Regions from separate parts of the Danio rerio genome. Here region 2 is linked to region 1. The links are chromatin contacts, called in public Hi-C maps. All regions are on one chromosome and are shown on one strand. Each heading gives the region's core, a stretch centred on a gene start, on an enhancer-like site or on the middle of the called end of the contact. The rest is flanking DNA. Distances are from core to core; before and after follow the strand shown.

The links. Hi-C and Micro-C count contacts between places; a contact is called where the count stands out from the background.
Region 2: a Hi-C map of embryo shows a contact between it and region 1, with 2.3 times the contacts expected there. The contact joins two enhancer-like sites. A contact is called at or near these places in 2 of 18 Hi-C or Micro-C datasets (caudal fin and embryo).

Annotation. Positions count from the first base shown.
Region 1 is chr12:39,244,175-39,251,977 of GRCz12tu, reverse strand. It overlaps pmp22b (peripheral myelin protein 22b), which reads left to right. Exons shown (of 5, transcript NM_001040355.2): 4 at 7,710-7,803. All of the region lies in intron 3 of LOC108191741 (a long non-coding RNA gene), which reads right to left. Among named protein-coding and RNA genes, the nearest start is that of pmp22b, 7.5 kb to the left of the region's middle. Within about 2 kb of position 3,552, at least 5 of the 62 cell types and tissues checked have an H3K27ac peak or open chromatin away from gene starts, as enhancers often do.
Region 2 is chr12:39,326,891-39,334,693 of GRCz12tu, reverse strand. LOC108191741 (a long non-coding RNA gene) reads right to left here. Exons shown (of 10, transcript XR_012388139.1): 7 at 6,232-6,397; 8 at 4,667-4,778; 9 at 2,708-3,112. Among named protein-coding and RNA genes, the nearest start is that of si:ch211-152f22.4, 26 kb to the left of the region's middle. Within about 2 kb of position 2,968, at least 7 of the 62 cell types and tissues checked have an H3K27ac peak or open chromatin away from gene starts, as enhancers often do.

The sequences.
Region 1 (7,803 bases), core at 2,303-4,802:
AATTAGCCTGATTGGTTGATACAAGGCAAGGATCCATGCTTTCATGTTGTTGATGCCAAATTCTGACCCTACCATCCGTATGTCGGAGCAGTAATCAAGACTCATCAGACCAGGCAACATTTTTCCAATCTTCTATTGTCCAATATTGGTGAGCCTGTGTGAATTGTAGTCTCAGTTTTCTGTTCTTAGCTGACAGAAGTGGCACTCGCTGTCTTCTGCTGCTGTAGCCCATCTGCCTCAAGGTTCAAAATGTTGTGCATTTAGAGATGCTCTTCTCCTTACCTCAATTGTAAAGAGTGGGTATTTCAGTTAATATTGCCTTTCTATCAGCTCAAACTAATCTGTCATTCTCCTCTGACCTCAGACATTAACAAAGCATTTGCGCCCACAGAACTGCCGCTCACTGGATATTTTCTCTTTTTCAGACCATTCTCTGTAAACCCTAGAGATAGTTGTGCGTAAAAATCCCAGTAGATCAGCAGTTTCTGATATATTCAGATCAGCCAGTCTGGTACCAACCATGTCATGTTCAAAGTCACTTAAATTATCTTTTTTTTTTGCTTGGTTTAAACTGCAGCAGATTATCTTGAACATGTCTACATGCCTAAATGCATTGAGTTGCAGCCATGTGATTGGCTGATTGGAAATTTACATTAACTAGCAGTTGGACAGGTGTACCTAATAAAGTGGTCGGTGAGTGTATGTATACTGAATTAGAAAAACCCATAACTTAATGAACAACAGTGAATTTATCAATGCATTAAACATTCCTAGTCTAATGCATTTCTTAAATTGACTTGTCTTTAAATGAAAAGCCATCAGAAAAGAGTTTCTAGTAACGCAGACAAATGTAATGGCCATTTTTTATTTACTATATACAATGAACTTTATATGTTTTTTTATGTACACATCAGTCCTAAAAGTGTGATGCAAAATCACTCCTGCATGGCCAGGCAAAAATCAGAATTGTCATTTCCATCTTGGATTTGTAACCAAGTTTGAAACCATCCTAAGATCACCTGAATGCTGTAATTTACACTGGGAGTGATGCGGAACAGCTGGCGTGGCGAAGCTACTCAACACTGGCAGCTAAAGTATGCGTGAAATCCTATTCATCATCCTAATATAGAGAGCTGTTTCATGCACCAAACCGAGGTTATGAAGGTCTACTATTAGCGCACGTACTTGCACCCCTGTGTTATGTTTCCCCCGCTGCATATTTATCATCCGTTAAGCCACATTCTTCACACTCAGGACCATACATACCTCTCTAAATGCAAACACAAGGCCTTCCAAAACCAAATCTTCTGTCCTGAAATACACACGCATGACTGCTGACGGAAATACATAGGGTGTTGTCAAGTTCAAAACCAGTCCAGCCGCACTTTATATCAGGAAACTCCAAATGTCACAACTCTGAAGGAAGGAAAAGACAGTCTGTTTACTTCATGTGAGGATAGATAAACTGAGGGCAAACTTAGTAACAGTGAATATATAAACTGTGTGAGGGGATGTGCTGCTATTTTTGCTTCATTGTTGAGAGATAATTGAGAGATTTACTGTGTCATTTGTATTGTCTGGGTGCGGTAGCCCCTCATATATAGTATATGCAAACACTGATAGAAGAACACCAGTGTATTTATGGATGTATACAAGAATAGTCTCCTCACATGGTTTCTGATGAGTTGTCCTAAAAACAAATTCCATTTCTACATTTGTTTCCATTCTGAGATATTTTACAAGTGCAAACCAATGCCCTTTTAGGGTTATCCCTGTCTGCCTGCGCTTTATGGTTTTTCTGTTAATGAGATCATTGCTTGAATTTTGGATTGCCAATTCATCTCCAAAAAAAGTGCAAAGAAGTCAATTTGCTTCTGATCTTAAGTGTAGATTTTTCTAGGATTGAAATGAAATGTCGGTAAAATGTTTTACCAGATAAAGGTGAAATTTTTCTATATTCTATTTACAATAGACATTTAAATAATAATAACTGATTACTGAAAAAAAGATATTTTGGACAGACAGATAGATGGATGGATAGATAGATATAAATAAAGAAAAAAGATAAATCGTTTGGATGGATGGTTGAATAGGAATAAATAAAAATATTTAAGACAGAGAGACAGAAACAGGTATGGCTACGGAGAACGCGTGTTTATGCATGTGCAATACTGCAATTTGTCAACCGCAGTCACGCGATTTACTGCAGCTCTAAAGGCTGCCTTTTTCTGCGTTTTACGCAATAGCTACCAGGTGGCGCAAGGAACAACCGCTTTTCCATTGACTTAGTTGTCATGCGTATTTAGATGCGAGCATTTGTGTGCTAGAGCGCTCGGTTCAGCTGGGTTTCTTTATTTATAGATTTACTTTGGAGATGATGTATACATAATTGTATTCACATATAATTACAACAGAAATACATAAAACCAATATAAAAAAAAAAAAAAAAAAAAAAGCTATAGCAATTTACAGACCTGTAGCCAGCCTGGTGAAAGGTGTCGTTCTTTTATTCTCAAAAAGTGGGCTTTTTTGCAGTTATACCCCTCAGTTTCTATTTAACTATGAGATTTAAATATTGCATTTTAGTGACATTTTTTTTTTTTTTTTTTTTTTTTGCTGGATTAGCTAGTCAAAAATCATCATAACCATAATTTTTGATGTACTAAAATGTTTCCTAAAAACAGCAATTAAAAAACAAAACAAATTTATTACATCATATATCATTAGGATAAAATAGCAATCTGTTAAAGTTTTAAAGTAAAAAAAAAAAAAGTAGCCTACTATCATTCATTAGACGAAAAACAAACTGGCCTGCACATTCAACTGTCCTTAGTCACAATTTGGCCATTTCAATAAAAATGAATAATTAAAACATAATAATAATAATGTTATTAATAATACAATAATAATTAATTCGTTACATTTTTTCTAGCCTCTTTGGTTAAAAAAGTGCATTTGAAATTTCCTGAATATCAACAATAGCCAAAATATATTCAAATTAATTTAATATAGATTATAGGTAGGTAGGTAGGTAGGTAGGTAGGTAGGTAGATAGATAGATAGATAGATAGATAGATAGATAGATAGATAGATAGATAGATAGATAGATAGATAGATAGATAGATAGATAGATAGATAGATAGATAGATAGATAGATAGATAGATAGATAGATAGATAGATAGATAGATTATAATTGGACTATCATTTGCATTGCTTCATGAGATTGCATGAGTACACCTTGTACCATAGCACAATCATATACAGTACCATAGCTGACAATTTTGACCAATTGTCATTTGTAATATTGTGATACTTGTCATAGCTGGTTCATGGTTTTTACTGCTTTACTTTTTTATTCTCAATGGCATGCGGTTATCCACTCTGGTTAATCTAATATTACAAATCTGAATCCGAGGGTCTAATTTTAGAACATGTTTCTTCTGTAGTGTAGAGTATTGGCTCTGATTTTGCTTTATTCTGTAGTAGACTGATCTTTTCGTAAAGCTGTGGTGGCTTGACAGTTGTAGTGGCTATAAGAAGAGCGGCAGACACAGCTGAACATGAGAGGAAAGAGATAGAGAGGTGGAAACCTGATGCTAAAGGAATGACCCTTGGATAAGAAATAGACATGCTGGACAACCCATGCATTCCACTGATTACTGCTTGGGCACGGAAGAGGGAGACTGAGATAGAAAAGAGATCAGCAACGACACGTTTGACATGTAGACACGCTTTACATAATCAGTGCTCTCATGTCATTCCAAACATGCATAACCTTCTTCTGTTGAATACAATCCATATACTAACTAGGGTTATCCTTCAGTGAACAAATAGTAGCCTATAAAAAAACAACAGTTCCTCTAGATTCCAACTATTCCAAAAGCTTGCACTGATGATACTGTATGAGTTCTTTATGAAACCATGCAGAACACATTAGCAGGTGGATTTTGCTCTTAGTTTTCTGATCTTATCAAAGGTCCACTTCTGGGATGCTCTCTTGCAGACCTCAGTTGTAACAAGTGGTTATCGAGTTTCTTGATTCACCTCTGACCTCTGGGATCAACAAGGCATTTCACAAACAAAACTGCTGATCAATGGATCATTTCTCTTTTTCTGAACATTCTGTATTTTAATTGTTCATCAAAATCCCAGTCGATTAATCCATATATCACTAGGGTTAAGGGTACACAATATTCATGGTGATCAGGTACAAGAACAATGTTTAGCTCCCTAATGAATCTTTCAGTAAACAAATAGTAGCCTATAAGAAAAACTCTACAGTTCTACATTCCCATTATTCCAAAAGCTTGCATTGATGTCAGGAGGAACCATACAGAACACATTAGCAGGTGGATTTTGCTTGTAGTTTTCTGATCTTATCAAAGGTCCACATTGTTCTGGGATGCTCTCTTGCAGACCACAGTTGTAACAAGTGGTTATCGAGTTACCTGATTCACCACTGACATCTGGGATCAACAAGGCATTTACATGAACAAAACTGCTGATCAATGGATAATTGCTCTTTTTCTGAACATTCTGTATTTTAATTGTTCATCAAAATCCAAGTAGACCAATCCATATTCTTCTTAGGGTTAGACCGTATCCATGGTGATCATGTACAAGATTAATGTTTAGTTCCTTAATGAATCTTTCTGTGAACAAATAGTAGCCTATAAAAAAAACCTACAGTTCTTCTACATTCCCACATTCCAAAAGCTTGCTATGATGTTATGACTTCTTTATGGAATCATACAGACCACATTAGCAGGTGCATTTTGCTAGTACCAGGTTTTCTGATCTCATCAAAGGTCGACATTGTTCTGGGATGCTCTCTTGCAGACCTCAGTTGTAACAAGTGGTTATCGAGTTACCTGATTCACCTCTGACATCTGGGATCAACAAGGCATTTACGTGAACAAAACTGCTGATCAATGGATCATTTCTCTTTTGAACATTCTGTATTTTAATTGTTCATCAAAATCCCAGTGAACTAATCCATATACTTATTAGGGTTAATGTTAGACCATATTCATGGTGATCATGTACAAGATCAATGTTTAATTCCCTAATAAATCTTTCAGTAAACAAATGCTAGCCTATAAAAAACAGTTCTATATTCCCACTAATCCAAAAGCTTGCTATGATGTTGGGAGTTACCATGCAGACCACATTAGCAGGTGCATTTTGCTAGTACCAGGTTTTCTGATCTTATCAAAGGTCCACATTGGTTTTGGATGCTCTCTTGCAAACCTCAGTTGTAACAAGTGGTTATCGAGTTACCTGATTCAACTCTGACATCTGGGATCAACAAGGCATTTCACAAAACTGCAGATCAATGGTTAATTTCACCTTTTTAATTATTTTTTTTTTTTAAGATTCTGTATTTTGATCATTCATCAACATTCCAGTAGATCAGCAGTCTGTGAAATACTCAGACAAGCTCATATGGCATCAATAAAACATGCCACATTCAAAGTCAGTTAATCCCATTTCTCCCCCATTATTATAGCTGTTTGAACATTTCTACAAGCCTACACAGAGTTGCTGCAAGTCTGACTAGCAATTTGCATTAATAAACAGTTGAAAATCTATGTTTTGGACCCCATTGTTTTTTCACTGTATGTGCAAAAACAGAAATAAAATGCGGCAAATATCTTCATGGTCAACAAAGAAAAATAATTGATTATATTTAAGCAAAGGGGTGGCATGAGCGCGTGAATGTGAATGTGTGGGTGCATGTTTCCCAGTACAGGGTTGTGGCTGGAAGGCCATCCGTTGTGTAAAACATATGCTGGAATAGTTGGCTGTTCATATTTGAGCATAGCAGTGGTAAAGCATAAACACTGAATCCTTTCAACATAATTGGACATACCAAAGGCAGAATACATACTAAACAATAAACTGAAACATCTGCCACGACATTCCTCATCAATCCCAAACTTCCACAAAGCAGACATACAGCACACTATTGACTTTCATTTGAATCAAGTACTTTTATTTCTATTTCAAATAAATGCTTCTGTTATATATATATATATATATATATATATATATATATATATATATATATATATATATATATATATATATATATATATATATATATATATATATATATACAGTTGAAGTCACAATTATTAGCCCCCTTTATTTTTCTTTTTTAAATATTTCCCAAATTATGTTTAACAGAGCAAGGACATTTTTACAGTATGTCTGATAATATTTTTTCTTCTGGATAAAGTCTTATTTGTTTTATTTTGGCTAGAATAAAAGCTGTTTTTAATTTTTGAACACCATTTTATCGACAAAATTATTAGCCCCTTAAAGCTATATATTTTTTCGATAGGCTACAGAACAAACCATCATTATACAATGACTTGCCCACTTACCTTAACCTGCCTAGTTAACCTAATTAACCTAGTTAAGCCTTTAAATGTCACTTTAAGCTGTATAGAAGTGTCTTGAAAAATATCTAGTAAAATATTATTTACTGTCATTATTAAAGATAAAAAAATCAGTTATTAGAAATGAGTTATTAAAACTACTATGTTTATAAATGAGTTGAAATAATCTTCTCTCGCTGTTAAAAAGAAATTGTGGGAAAAATAAACAGGGGGCTAATAATTTAGGAGGGCTAATAATTCTGACTTTAACTGTATATTAAAATAGAAAAACAATATTACATCTTAGTAATGATCCACAATATTTTATACGTTCCATAATTAATATAAGAAATATTTGAACGTAATATTCAAATGTAATATTTAAAAGTAACATTTAAACGTTCAATAAGTTTTTAGTGAGCAAATGACACTTCAAACACTTTTAGAAAAATTATACCAACCTAAAACTTGTGGTCAGTAATGTACTCTTTGGCATTATTGGTTCAAATAGTGCAAAATTGTTCTTTGGATCGTTAAAGTATTTTTCAAACTAAAAAAAAAAAAAAAAAGTCCTTTAAAGAAATCATCCCTGAAAGGTTTTTTAGGGAACCAAAAGAAACTTTTCTACAGTATGTTATTGCTACAAAACCCTATTTTTGCCTTTATTTTAAAGATTGTGTGTGTACAAAACAGGTAAAATGTTTCCTACTATAGAGAAAATACTAATGCAAACATTTACTTTCTACTGTCCACACATGTAAGATGGTGGAATGGGCTCTAATGCAGGTTAAAAATGACACACGGGAGGCTTTTAAAGCCATCAAATGTAGGTAATATCGAGTTAATGGATCTCCTTGTAAGCTGCCGCGTTTTGGCCATGGGAAGTCAAGGCAGGATCAATATCAGGTGCTGGTAACCTGCTAAGAGCTTTTAGGAACAGAAAGCTCATTATGTGATTGCACAATGCATTAAGGGGTTCCTGGATCCTCCAGTGCTCTTTATGTCCATGAAACAGCCATTGAAACTTTAAATGCAACATATAGGCATTGGTATTTGGTGTTTTGTTTTTGCCAACTCGTTATCAATAATATATAGATGCCTAAGTGCATATCTCCAATTGCACAACTGGAACTAAGGGTACATCTGCTGTTATCGATCAAGAATAGCAGAAAGAAAAAAATAACAACGACCTGTCTGTAGCCCATTTGTGTTCATTCAAAATGACCATCCCATTCCCAGGAGCAAATGTGTTTTTTATTCCTGCAAAGCTCTAGAGGTTTTAGGACTAAGTGCACTAATATTTAAAAATTCTTTCTGTATTTCAGTTTGGATCCAGTCAGTCCAAGCCCTCATGATCCTTTCAGTCATCTTCAGCTTCCTGTCTCTCTTCTTGTTCTTTTGCCAACTCTTCACGCTTCA
Region 2 (7,803 bases), core at 1,719-4,218, 83 kb before region 1:
CTTGTCCGCATTCTTTCCATCTACTTTTATCACAGCGAAGCATATCTAATTCTAAATGGTATTTACCAAAGGAATACGTTCATACATAATTTGACAGACATTATTTAAAAAAAGGATGGCTGCTCGTTTATTTGGGCAAAGCTGAACAGAAAAGACTTGAACTTGAAGACGGTGGATGTGAGTTTGACTGAGATCAGTGTAGGATGATGGTATGATCTCAATGTCTCCGGTAGGAGGATTAGTGGGCAGAACAATATGGCTGCTCTATTGTTTTTTTTGGGATCGTTGGTTGATTGTCAGAGTTTAGAAGGTACTGTACTGTGAGGATTGTTGAAATGTGACCACTCAGAAATTGAGAAAGCCAGAAATACATTAAGAATGTGTTGCTTAAGTTTCTGTTTTGTGAATTCTTTCATTGTTTCAGAAGAGTGGACTGGCCATTTGTGGTACTGCTGTGATTTAAGTCAGCTTTATCAGGTCTTGCTGTATGTCAGAGTAGCACAAGAGTTCATCCGAGGTTACAGAGACTCACAACACACTGACGTAATCTACAGTCACCTCATTTGCTGTAGATATGGTGTAGTCAGAAGACTGCCTTCTAAATGCAGTCAATTATTTAGGTATTTGCATTTAAAAAAAAAAATAAAATAAAAAAAAAAAATAAAATATATATATATATATATATATATATATATATATATATATATATATATATATATATATATATATATATATATATATATAGCAGTAGGTAGTGCTGTTGCCTCACAGCAAGAAGGTTGCTGGTTCGAACCTCGGCTCAGTTGGCTGTACTTTGTGGACTTTGCATGTTCTCCCTGCCTTCGCGTGGGTTTCCTCCGGGTGCTCCGGTTCCCCCCACAGTCCAAAGACATGCGGTACACGTGAATTGGGTAGGCTAAATTGTCCGTAGTGTGTGTGTGTGTGGATGTTTCCCAGAGATGGGTTGTAACTGGAAAGGCATCTGCTGCGTAAAAACTTGCTGGATAAGTTGGCAGTTCATTCCGCTGTGGCGACCCCGGATTAATAAAGGGACTGAGCCGACAAGATAATGAATGAATGAATATATATATGGTTTTTTTTTTCTCACCTCACAGCAAGAAAGTCGCTGCTTCGAGCCCTGGCCGATCAGTTGGCATTTTTGTGAGGAGTTTGCCTGCTCTCCTCGTGTCCACATCAGTTTCCCCACAGTCCAAAGACATGCGCCATAGGTGAATTACATAAACTAAATTGGACGTAGTATATGTGTGTCAATGCAAGAGTGTATTGGTGTTTTCCCAGTGTTGGGTTGCAACTGGAAGGTCATCCGCTGCGTAAACATAAGTTGGTTCATTCCGTTGTGGTGACCCCTGATGAATAAAGGGAATAAGCCAGAAAGAAAATGAATGTATAAATTAATTTTTACATCATGAAGCCTTGATTACTTGACATGTTTTATAGCTAGAGAAAATTATACTGTATAAAGTCAAATACATGGTTAAAAACATCTGAATGTTACTATGTTACTACATGGTACAAACCATGAAAGAAATGTCTAGATTTTACAGAAAACTATCATATATTTAATTCATTTATTGTGTTAATACACCAGTGTTTTGATGTACAAACAGCTACCTTCATTCATTCATTTATTTAACTAAATTTAATTGAATTGACCAACTTTTTACAGTAAAATATACTAACTTTGAGGAAACAGTGATTTTCTTTTTTCTAGTTTTTTCTTAAATAAAAACAATCTGTTTAAAATAAAATATTGCAGCATTTTGTAGTCTTTGTTGTAGACAAAAAAAAAAAAAAGTCATCCAGGTTTGGAGTGACACATGGGTGGGTAAATGTAAGTGTTTTCTCTTTTTGGGGTAAAAATGAAATCAATTCAACTATATTTATGCATTTTCCAGACACTTCTATCCAAATGACCCTGCATTTAAGAAACACATTTTTAACACTTCTTCCATAGTCTGGGATTTAAACCAATTAAACTTGTATTTTTAAAGATTATCTTTATAATATATATATATATATATATATATATATATATATATATATATATATATATATATATATATATATATATATATATATATATAAAGATAATTATCCTCACACTGTGGAAGGTTTTAAGTCTCGATTGAAATGTACCATTTAAGAGATTTCAGAGTCGATTAGAGGGATCAGATTTTAATGTTGAAACATTGCTGAATATTGTTGTGAAGAAAGAAGTGTCTGTAGAATTGTCTGTGTTATTTTATGCTCGAAACATTTCAATCACAAAATGATTGAAATTGAAATGTTGTTCAAATGTGCTATTGACCTTATTCTTCACGTACAAGCAGGAGCAGCCATTGGAATCTTTTTGGCTCGAGACTTCAGTCTCATTCACTTCTATTGACTTTAGACGTTAAAAACAGCTTGATAAGCTTCTTGATGTTGCAAACTGACGTTACTCTATTATATTATTCTACGTTATGTATAGTCATGAACACACTTGTTTGTAAAGCAAGTAGTTTGACTGTTTTCTGCCGTTAATTATTCCTTGTCATTTCTCCCATAGGAAATTCAATCAAAAGTTCTAAAACAATGGCGAAAAAAAAGAGTGCACTTATGCATTGTAGAATAAAGTCTACAGCAATAAAATCTGCATTGTATCATACTTATGTTGACTTTATTGCTCTAGCTTAAGCAAGCTTACTTGTTCTTGGCATGCAGCTACTGTACTTGCAAGAGCATCTGATGTGTCTTGGATGAGAGTGTTTCATAGACAGCAGAAATGTGGAATGGGCTTCAGTAGAGCTGGCAGTCCAGTGTACAGTAATGCCATACAGGGGCAAGCACTGCTGACCCGGGAGAGAAGACTCCTCCTGAACGCTCTCCTCCATAGATGGACTGAAGCCTGCAGCTGTTTCTCAGGGCAGGAGCTCCTCTGCATTTCAGCAGCTCATTAAAATACGGCCATGATTACGCCTCTGCTTTCCCAGGACGAGCTTCAGCCGGGAGCTCCATCGTGGGAGGCCCGACTCGTGATGGGCACGTGGAAGAAGAACGGCAGACCAACAAGTGAAGCTTCACCGCAGCAGTTACTGTTTCACTCCATGGGCTGAACGAGGAGAACCACACAGGGAGAAAGGGAGGGAAAGAATAACAAGGAGGAATTTTAGCACTGCTCAGGCTGAATGACTTTACTGTTGTACTACATGACTCTCGTTGGTTTAGCGCTGATCTCTGTGGCATTAGACCAGCATTATTGTGCAATTCACCAAACTAAAATGTGCAGTGCCCTCTATTTATATTGAAATTCAATTATTTTGGATGACAATATGTGGTCGAAATACAACTATATGAAAATCTAAAATGAGGGATCAAAAACAAAAAAAATCTAAATCTTGAGATAATTACCTTAAAAGATGTGCCAATTAGGGATGCACCAATATCATTTTTTTGGAACCGATCCAATACAAAAATGTTTAGTATTGTTCAATACAGATCTAATCCTGGGCCAATTTTTTTCTATTTTTTTTTTTTCTATATTAGGCTAAATAATTGTTTTGTTAATGACAATGCATATTGCCCCCGTCAGTTTCACTTTTGTTAATTTAATTAACTACTCTGACTAAAATGAGCCAGGCTTTGCAAACTATTCGCAGCACTGAAAGTATTCACCTCAGAAAAAATAAACTTGCTGGAAGGAGGAGAGAACAGAATGTGAGAAGCGGCGCACATCGCGTCTGTGCAGCCATTACGTGAATAAAGTGATTGCCACATCACTGAGACACTGCGTGCAGCCCTCCGGTCTCTGCGGACACTTCCAAAACCAAGCAGGTTAAAGGGAGGAAATCAGTGTGTCGAGGCTCTGTCCAATATAGTATTGAGCCTTTTCTAATTTAAAATTTCAGGTAAGCCTACTTTGCGTGTGAAGATAACCGTGTAATAATTCTCTCTACTCCTGTGTAGCGAATGTGATCTGCTGATCTAACAGACACAGCGCAACATGATTTAGAAGCAGCAATGAACTCCTTGTTGCAGGTCAAAATGAACCCATTTAATGCAAAACTAAATGCATTTCTCAACTAATTATTTAAATAAGAACAAATAGTCATGGGGAAAGTTTTTTGTGTTGTCATAGACGAACAAGACACGCAGTTTAAATTAAATTGTGAATGAATTGAGAATGATTGACAGGCACAGCAGAGAGAAGTGCTGAACTGAACATGAATTTAAGCACTTGAATATTTATCTGTACTTCACATTAAACTATTAAATGGCTTTAGAACATTTGGGATATAGTAGGCCTACATGACAGCTTTCTAGTGCCATATAATACGCTACCTTCGTGGCTTTTGTTAGCTAATAAATTACACTGAATAGAGCGCACACGCAAGATCAGATTTGGATCAGTTCCAGCTGGCTGATAACCAATCCAGCAAAAATATGTGGTATTGAACCAATATTCGATTCAAGTATCGGGATCGGTGCATCCCTAAGGCTAATTAAGGGTTTACTAAATAAAATTGAGTTTTGAGAAATTTAGAGCAAAGATTTTATAAAACAATTGATGGAACATGATCTACATTCTAATCATTGTTACTCATAAGCTTTTGATCAAAAGTAAACTGTTAGTGTGAAATCAGGTTGTCTAAGATGTTGTCCATACATTAGTAGGGTGTCCAGCACAGCCACTCATCACGTTCTTGTAAGGTTTGCGTTCACATGCTGGAGCTCTGCATTCTCAGCTGTTGGCTTTCTGTCTGTCGGCACATTACGAGCTGAAAGCACATGGGTAAAGATGGGCCTCTGAATTATCTCACAACCTGACAGGAGCGATGTTTATGTTTATAATTAGCATTTGTATCATTTAGTTACACACCCTATTTACTTTTTAAAAAACAATTATTGTTTTTATTATATCCATTTTAATCATCACAATTTCTTCCCTCCAAAAAAAAAAAAAAACTGAAATGTTGCATAATTTCACCTGGTGAGGAAATATATAGTTAAGTTGAGATCGGTCTTTAAAAATCATCTTCATTATTATTACTATAATCATTTTTACTGCAATTACTATAGCAATGTCTTTATTCTCCATGTCCACCTGGGGATACTCAAGAGAGCGCCATTGATGTAATCCAAGACCTGTGAAAAGATAATGCCAACCATCGAGGACCTCAAGGACAACACATGCAAAGTGATGATGCCAACCATAGAGGACTTCTAGAGGTCTCCATAATCCTGGACCAGGCTGTATCCTGATCAGATGCTGTGGCGGTCATAGAGGAGTGGAGAGCATGAAACAAACAAGTCTTCACATTGATCCTGTGAGCCTGTACACCCAATGGTGACCTACTCACGCCTGCAGCTTCTCCACGATGGACGTCAAGTGTTCTCTAGCCTCCAATGCAAAGACTGCAGCTCTGTACAAAAAGTTCGGCCAGAGGAGAAATGGTCATGCCCAACAGAGCCTGGTTCTCTTGAGGTTTTTTCCTTCACTGTCGTCAATTGGTGAAGTTGGTTGTTTGCCACTGACTTGTAGAGCTGCACATTGATGGATTTGCTCTTCAGTGTTTGGACTTTTAGCAGTGAAAATTAAACCACTGAACTAAACTAAACTGAACTTAAAATCTGAAAACTGGACTAACAGTTTCAGTTTCAATGTATTAGAACTTCTATGTTAAGCTGCTTTGACACAATCTACATTATAAATGTGCTATAGAAATAAAGATGAATTTAATTGAAATAATGATTATTGTTGTTGTCGTTTTTTGTTGCAATTATTTTTTATTATCATTATTACTTTTATCAGTTTTTAAATATTAATAATATCCATCATATCAATATTATTTTTTTTATATTTTATAGTTTTTTTTTTTTTTTTTTACAAAAAATAAATACCTATTTTGTTGTCATGTTTGTAATTCATCAAAATGATCAACATTTTAGTTTTCACATTTTTATTTTAACGAAAAGTCAAAAACGGTAGTCAACGAATTAAATAAATAATTGATGTTTAATTATTTTAACTGGAAGTTTGGCCAGAAACACAAACCAAAAGCACTTGGCAATTCTCCTTCTGACTTATGATGGATGAAATGTGTTGTGTTACAGTAGTCTCCAATGTTCCATCTGTCCATCACAAACATTCATCCTTCACTGTCCAGTCTCCTCAGAGAAAGCCGTATCAGGACAGGATACAGAGACAAACCACTGTGCTCATAAACCAACCCAAATTTCTGTCCTCCTCCTCCTGAAAGAGATGCTCTGTTCTCCACCGGGCAGCAAATAGAGAAGGAAAAAGACAATTCTCCAGCAGAGACGCATGGCATTTCTCAATCTGAGGGGGAGGATGGATGGATGGATGAAAGACTGAAGAAACTGGAAAACTGTCACCCTGCAAAACAGAGACAGGCTTTAGTGTTTTGTTCCTGTAACAAACCACAGAGATGGACATTCCAGACCTTTTGTTGTTTTGGGTTTGTTTTTGACCATAGCTGAAGAATGCAAAAGCAGGGCTGGCGGGTTTCACACTGAACTCAAGCTTCGCAGACAACTGATGTCTGTTTTCTGTTTGAGAGATATTTGAAGTAGAAGAAAAAAGGAATTTTATTCATATACTTCATGGAAATGCTCTGGCTTGGGGCAACACATGTGCATCTGTACTGTATATATGGGTCAAATATCACTTCAAAAACAACAGCAAGAACAGAAGTGTTTTTAATGTTAAATGTATTGAATATTAAAGTCTTTATTATGATTTATAGATATGTTAAACTTTTTGATTTAGTGGCTAAGTCATATTAAATTGTAATCTCATTTGTAAAATTTAGTACAATTTGCTTATCCCCCAATGATGACTGGGTTTAGGGGTGTGGTTTGGTGCCACGTCTCCTTTTAAAAATCATACATTTTCCTACATGAGCTCATACCGTAAAATAGTTAAGTTTCCTCGTGAGATCAGGCTGGAAATAAATGCTGCAGTATTGTATTTAATTTTTTTTTAGGTTAATACATACAGTTGAACTCAGAATTATTAGCCCCCCTGCATTATTAGACCCCTTGTTTGTTTACTTTTTTTTCACAATTTCTGTTTATTGGAGAGATTTTTTTTCAATCCATTTCTAAACAGAATAGTTTTAATAAATCATTTCTAATAACTGATTTATTTTATCTTTGTCATGATGACTACATAATATTTTAGATATTTTATATAGATATCAAGACACTTTTATCCAGCTTAAATTGACATTAAAGGCTTAACTACGTTAATTAGGTTAACTAGGCAGGTTATGGTTATGGGCTAATAATTTTGACCTTAAAATGTTATTTTATTAAAACTTTTTTTTTTTTTTTTTATTAAAATGACTTTTATTCTAGCCGAAATAAAACAAATTTCCTTGCTCTGTTAAACATCGTTTGGAAAATATTAAAAAAATAAATAAATCAAAGGGGGGCTAATAATTCTGACTTCAACTGTATGTGTTTTTAAAAGTGTCATTTATTTCTGTGATGACCAAGCTAAATTTCTGCTCCAGTCTTCCGAAATAATCAATCAGAAATTTACAAGAAATTTACACTTATTTTATCTATAATTTTTAAGGCAATATATATATATATATATATATATATATATATATATATATATATATATATATATATATATATATCCTCACCTGATTAACACATGGTTGACACACACTGGGCTCTATAGGGTGTGTCAGGGGGCTAATTTGAGACCATGCTCGTAAATTCACTTGGAACCATTAACTTGCGACCTTCTGAAACATACATGTCAGAAGG